Linked DNA regions of Zea mays: region 1 is linked to region 2. A link is a contact called in public Hi-C data. All regions are on one chromosome and are shown on one strand. The core of a region is the stretch at or near the end of the contact, and the rest is flanking DNA. Distances in the headings are between cores, read along the strand shown.

Region 1 (3,763 bases), core at 657-3,156, 130 kb after region 2:
AGGTGGTCGTTTATGCTTGATTATACAGTATGAGACACCAAGCTATATCCAATTCTTCCCGTTTGTGAGGAATCTCCACAAGTTGGAGCCTCTCGCCCTTACAATATAGATCACAAAGAAGATACAAGAGTAAGGATGGGAGAGCAACACACGCAAGACCCAAATCTGCATCACACACACGCACATAGGCCAAGACTTAAGCTCGAAACATAGCACAGTGAGTTCACAGCTCAAACGGAGCTCAAATCACTAACACAATCGATCAAATGTGTGGAGGCGGAGTCTGGGAATCTTAGAATGCTTAGAGAATGCTTGGTGTTCTGCTACATGCGCCAAGGGGTCCCTTTTATAGCCCCAAGGCAGCTAGGAGCCGTTGGAGATCAATTTGGTAGACAATTCTTACCTTCTGTCGAGTGGTGCATCGGACAGTCCGGTGCATCACCGGACAACCACTGTAGCAGTCCGGTGATCGATTTCCTTCCATACAGGGCACAACCGACCGTTGGCCCTCCGGGCTCGTTGGCACACCGGACAGTCCGGTGTGCCCAACCGACCGTTGGCGCGGACCACGTGTCGCGCGTTGATCGCGCGGACGACCGTTGGCCGCTGGCGCCGTTGACTCACCGGATAGTCCGGTGCACCACCGGACAGTCTGGTGAATTATAGCCACGTCGCCTTTTTCTTTTCTCGAGAGCGACGAGTTCATCGCCGATGACTTGGACGCGTGCGCAGATGACTCACCGGACAGTCCGGTGCAGCACCGGACAGTCCGGTGATTTATAGTCGCGTCGCTTCGCCATTTCCCGAGAGCAGCCAGTTCACCGTTGACCAGCCTGGGGCACCGGACAGTCCGGTGTGCCTGGCCCGAGCTGGTTTTGACTGTACATAGCCAACTCTTTTCCAACGTCTTTCTTCTTTTCTTGGCACTATTTCTAGCACTTAGATAAACATGTTAGTATTCAAAAACAATTCACTAAGGGTTGATTTGGTCACAAGGGGATCTCGGGAGGATTGGAGGGGGTTAAGGGGAATACCTTGTTCTTTGATTTGCACTTCTCACTAATTTAGCATATAAGAACTTAATTAATATGTGTTGGACATCTAATCACCAAAATACTTATAGAAATGACCCAACGGCACATTTCTCTTTCAACTGGCTAAACTCATACCGACCTGGCTCGACTTCTAAACCAACCAAACATATGGTATATGTTTTGTTGGCTAGATAGATATAAACGTGGGTTTAGATCCAACAACCATTATTCAACTCTTGTACATTATTTTAACTTTTTAAAAAGAAAAACGGGTCCAAACAGGATGCTTTAATCGGGTGAGACCTGAACCAACCCGTATCGGACGGATCAGATCTTTTGATCGCTTAATCCAACGGCGAGTTAACAGGTGACATGAGCATCTTCAAAAGTTTTTTTTAGATTTCACTCTAAATTATTATTTAGAGAGTGATTTACATAAAAATTATTTTTATAACTTTTTAATCTCTAATAATCTTTCTATATCTTGTTTGCACTTTAGAGAGTTATTTATGTTTTCTACATTTATCTAACAGAAATCCGGAATAAAAGATAACTATATTTGACAAATACAACCATTTAGATAAATTATTAATGTATTTCTTTTAAAAAACTTTATTTATATAAATTAAAATAATATAAAATGACTTTTGGATTTGCTCTTAGCCTGCTTTTGGTTCATGTTTCGTATTGTAGCTATCGTGATTTCATAACAGTATCGCAAATTTTATTTTTAGCGTTTCACCTATTCAAGTTGGGCCTCGGTCCCAGGGCCCAGCCCTCAAGAGTCTTGCCGCTCCGCGAGGCCCAGAGCAGATCGACGCGAATTGAGATTCCGCTTCTCCAATCGTCCAATCTGACAATCTCCATCCTCAGATAGAACAGCCTCCCAAGCGACAGAACAGCCTCAGGAGGCACCCCCGCGGTTAGTCTCGAAGCTTCCGTTCGGAACCAGGGTTAGGGTTTCGCGTCCTCCCGTCGTCATCCTCAGCCATGTCCGGGCGCGAGGTCCGCGAGTACACCAATCTCAGCGACCCCAAAGGTGTGCGCCTCCTTCCACTGATTTATCGATTTGCCTACCCTGTTTTCCCCGTTGGGCGTTCTCATCGAATTCCCGAGTTTGGCTCCGTGCATGTGCAGACAGGAAGTTTGGTAAAGGGAAGGATAAGATCGACGATGAGGACATCACCTTCCAGCGCATGGTTGCAAAGGTTAGACCGAATCGTCATGCAACGTCTGTTCCGGCTTACTGTTTTGTTGTACTGCATACATGTATGCTCGTTTTAGGATTTTTTCTGGATTAAATGTAGGTGTTAAGCAATATAGTCATTTCGAAATTTTAATTAGCCATCCAGCTACCTACTTCTGTCAAAAATGTTGCGCTGGTGTTTCTTCCTTGGGGGTGGGGGATGGCAATGGTACTATCAACAAGTTATCTATGCATTAGGAGGTAATTACTATTTAGTGTTGTTGTCTGCTGATAACTAAGTTATGTGCAAGTCTCACAGTGAATAATTTGGATTGTTGAATGGATCTACATGCTAGGTTGAACCTGATTTCATGTACTGTTTATTTTATTTTCATTTTTACAAGGACTAGTGGAGAAGTTAGATAAGGCAGGGGCACGGTGGCAGTAGATTCGAGTTGTTTTTACTGAGCCCAACTTTCAGAATGTTAACGAGGCTGTTAAGAACCAATTTGAATTGTGACAAAAAATGCAGCTTGCAACTGTAGTTAGTTTGTTGGCTTTATGCAGTGAGAATAGGCCTAGACCTTTTGGATCTAAGAGACAATGTTGTGTCTCAGCGAACCATCCATGCATTTGAGCAATTTGTGATTTCTAAATGCTTCGTAGATGTTTCTGTTTTAGACATGCATCCTAGAAATACATTTCGGTTGACTTTGTGGTGAAAAGATTTAGGCTGCAGTCCTGCAGCATTCTTCAGAACAATGCTATTTTGTTGGTAAAATAACATTTTTCGTTGGTTTTAGTCACACGAGGATGCCTTGCTTTTACTTAAATGCTTGATCAAATGACTAAGCATTTCCAATAGGTATCAGTGTACAATGTTCTTATAACATGCCCTGACAGGGATTTTGGTTCTCTACTCGGTGGTTGATACCAACAGATGCAAGAGGTTGCTGGTGATAGGGGAGGCTACCTTCACGGACGAGGAGGTATTTCATGCTTCTTTTATAGGAAGACCCCTGTAAAGTTTGTAGCTCCCTTGTTAACCTTGTTCTTCAGCATTGGACAGCGATGATTTGCTTTACCTGAAAGAGCAAATGGAAGCTGAAGAAGATGCAGAGCGCCTTCTTCGTCATACTGAGAAGCGGGCATTTGCTGCTTTTAAGATATCCTTTATTAATCATCAACAACTTTGCTTTTCCTGTTATACAGTTAATGATACGGTCTGATTAATATGGTTCAGTTAGCTTTTCTGGAAACTTTTCGCACCTTTACAATTCAGTTTCCTTCCGTTCAAATAGTGCAATAGAAACATGTGGTCTAAGCTATCTCTTTGCTATCTTTAACTCTGACATTACAAAGCAGCAATTTTAGCTGATTCTACACCTGCTGTCCCTGTGGCTCTTCGTGTTGAACCTAAACCTAAAAGTGATATAAGGTAAGCTGCCTTCAAGACAGCCCTCCATCTTTTAACAGTACCTTTTCCTTTTATATATATATCCCAAAATGAGCTATATCTTTTCGTTCTTATGATTTGGGTGCT
Region 2 (3,570 bases), core at 378-2,877:
CTTTTTCCTTTCAAAGATATCCATATGATTAAAAAGGTGCTAAAATGGGTTGCTTAAAAAGAACAAAGCCTTGAAAATTTCTCACATTATCTACTGACACATCCTGAGCACCTGGAGTTTCCCATGCAAGCATCATATCAAACATCAAGCGGCGAAGATTCTTATCGGCCAAATAATCTGGACGTGTTGTAACTTCATGAAGAGCTTTATGGCAGCAATACTCTAAAAGGTCTCTTGCATATGTATTAGCCTCATTACAACTGTGTGGAAAATCAGTCTCAAAGCTTCGCTGTAAGTTCTCAATTGAAAGAGCAAGAATCCTGAAATTGTTAAAGTTAAAAAACAAAGCACTTTCACTTCATAACAGAGCATCTTGGCAGGAACCAAGAAAAATCACATCAACAACAAAGTTATGATTAGATATGAACTTGAGAGGATATAGGATCATGAGCCGATTTTAATATTAGTGCTAACTATGCCATACTTCTTGGAATAGAATTGGTTTATATTAAAAAATGAATTCAGCTTAAGTTGGTCTAATTGTACCCACTTTAAGTACCTCTACCTCCGCTCGCAACATGCCCAAACTTAATGAGAAACTCCATGCTGAAATTTAGTGTGAACTTGGCAAGTTTAAATGTGAAGTGCACATATCCAGCAATAGGTAATTTCAACCCTATTGGATTTCTGTAAGGAATAATTGTTGACGAGTAGAATATGTTGGTTTCTCCATTCCTTTCACTAATTGATATGAAGAATAAACCTTGGCACACCTTGGCACAGGATGAATATACCAATTTAGGGGGTGTTTGTTTGAGATTATAATCTGTCCAGATTATATAGTCCAACTTATTTTGAACTAGCACTTAGTTCACAGCTTATTTTGAACTAGCACTTAGTTCAAAATATATTGGATTATATAATCTGGGCAGATTATTATCCCAAATAAACACCCCCCTTGATGCTGAGGCTAGCAAAATGTTGAGATTGGTCTATCTTTTCCAGCAATAGCCCAATGGGGTTCTCTGTACTGTAATTCTATACTTCTAGTACCAATCTAAGTTTGGGGACAGCAGCAATCTGCTGCATTGGGGTATAGTTCTAGTGCGATCCTTTGGAGCCGTGGTAAACACACCAATCACGATCACAAAAAAAAAAACATTCGTGTGTATTCTCTGAATAAGCAGTGGATAGCTCACATCGAACTTCTATAGCCAACCCCTAGCGGAGTATATTCGCGTCAGACGAAGACGCTACCTTGAGCAGCGGGACACGACGGAGTTGGCAACGGAGGAAAGCTGCGGGATGCTCCCGTCGCTGCCGCCCTCGCCATCGATGACCGTGGTGGCAGAGGGGGAAGCGAGGAAGGCGGCGGCAGCCGCCGCCCGGCGCTGGGCGAGGCGGGCTAGGAATGTGCGGATGGGCTTCTCCCGCATCCACGCCTCCACGATCCCCATGCCGGCCGCCCTCGCCCTCGGTTGTCCCCGATTCGGTTGCTTCGACAGTTGGATGGAAGAGTCGCGTTCGTGCCTTCGTTTACTGTCACGCGACTCGGGAGTTTCCGGCTCCGCCGCGCCGTAACGGCACAGTGCCCTTTGCGTGCTGGGCTGCTGGCTTGTCGACGAAACAAGGACTGGGAGTCTGGGAGCCGGTTCGCCGCTCTAGAGGGGTGTTTGGTATGGTGAGAGGCTAGGGGCATGTTTGGTTTCCTACCTAAGGCGCCACAATCTGCCTAACCTTAGGCGCTCGAATTGAAGAACTAAGGTTAGGCAGAAAAGTTTGGCACATTGTGGCGTCTTAGGCATCAAACCAAACAACCCCTAGCTCCTCCAACACGGGCTCAGCTACCCTACAAAGGGGACGTTTGTTTGAGGTTTAAAAATTGTTAAATTATATAATTTGGGCAAATTATAATTCTAAATAAACACTCCAAAATATTTTGTAGAATTCTTTTGAAGAAGCCAACTAAGGCTATTTCCATTCTGTTATATGTTGTCATTTGGATGGTTAAAGTTTTAATGTATATTATCTCGTGCCTAAGTATTATCTCTTTTAAGATACATAATTCTCTTTCATCTTAACTATCTTGTCATATCATCAAAAATACTTATGTGGCATGTATTTAATATGTAGTGATATTATGGTTTGGGAGTAACCTAAGCGTAAGTACACAAACTTTGGATGCGTTTTCTAAGGACGTGTACAAAGCATTTTAATGCATCGTATCTTGAGGTGTGTCTAAGGGGTAAGTGTAAAAAACAAAGACATCATGTCTTCATGAAAACACACATCTGGCTCAGTTTTTTAAGCAAGACGCAACCTCACTAGTACAACTCACATAAATAGGTCATGTCTTAGATATTTTTCTAAATAAGACATAACATTTAGATACACCTCATTGTACCTATAGTGTCTTGGTCGTGTCTTCTATTTAAAAACTGCACCACAATGTCTAGGTTGTACATGCCCTAAGTATATAGAGAGTTGTGTGAAAACGAGCTCTTGTAAACTCCTCAGAGCAAGTATAATAATGGGCTCTAAGTCTGTTTACATGACATTTTTGCTTATGTGGAGGAGAGAAAGATCAAAAAGTAAAGAAACTGGACTCTCATGCAAGAGACAGCTGCTATACGGGTGAAAGGGAAATAGTCTTACACCTTTTCCTAATTGATTTTGGTGGTTGAATTGCCCAACACAAATAATTGGACTAACTAGTTTGCTCTAGATTATGAGTTCTACAGGTGCCAAAGGTTCACATCAAACCAATAAACAAACCGAAAAAGGATTCAAATATAGAGAGCACAAGTCAGCCAAAGTGTGCCCTGGTCTGGCGCACCAGACTGTCCGGTGTGCCACCGGACAGTGTCCGGTGCACCAGGGACTCCAACTCCGAACTGCTCACCTTCGGGAATTCTGGAGACCGGTCCGCTATAATTCACCGGACTGTCCGGTGTGCCAGCGGAGCAACGGCTACTTCAGCGCCAACGGTCGCCTGCAACCACATTAAATGCGCTACAGTGCGCGCAGAAGTCAGGCACGCGCCAGAAGGCGCACCGGACAGTCTACAGGACATGTCTGGTGCACCACCGGACTGTCCGGTGGCCCAGAAGACAGAAGCTCCAACGGTCAGAATCCAACGGCTGGGTGACGTGGCAGGCGCACCAGACAGTGTTCGGTGGCGCACCGGACTGTCTGGTGCGCCATGCGACAGCAGCCTTCACCAAACGGCTAGTTTGGTGGTTGGGGCTATAAATACCCCCAACCACCCACCTTTTATTGCATCCAAGTTTTCAGACTTCCCACACCTTACAAGAGCTATAACATTCAATACAAGACACACCAAAGAGATCAAATCCTCTCCCAAGTCCAAAGATCATTCCCAATCAAATAGTGACTAGTGAGAGAGTGACTTGTGTTCATTTGAGCTCTTGCGCTTGGATTGCTTCTTTTTCTCATTCTTTCTTGTGATCAACTCAATTGTAACCGAGGCAAGAGACACCAATTGTGTGGTGGTCCTTGCGGGGACTTTGTGTCCCGTTTGATTGAGAAGAGAAGCTCACTCGGTCTAAG

What was found. A called contact is a pair of places that touch in the nucleus more often than the background predicts.
Region 1: a contact with region 2 is called in a Hi-C map of ear, with 2.3 times the contacts expected there. The contact joins the promoter of LOC100276825 here to the promoter of LOC100383632 in region 2. A contact is called at or near these places in 4 of 25 Hi-C or Micro-C datasets (ear, endosperm, leaf and 1 more).

The regions. Positions count from the first base shown.
Region 1 is chr4:151,251,892-151,255,654 of Zm-B73-REFERENCE-NAM-5.0, forward strand. It overlaps LOC100276825, which reads left to right and starts at 1,907. Exons shown (of 6, transcript NM_001150534.3): 1 at 1,907-2,073; 2 at 2,172-2,242; 3 at 3,124-3,209; 4 at 3,280-3,386; 5 at 3,579-3,658. The coding sequence starts at 3,161.
Region 2 is chr4:151,117,957-151,121,526 of Zm-B73-REFERENCE-NAM-5.0, forward strand. LOC100383632 reads right to left here and starts at 1,628. Exons shown (of 10, transcript NM_001176280.1): 1 at 1,258-1,628; 2 at 86-320. The coding sequence starts at 1,457.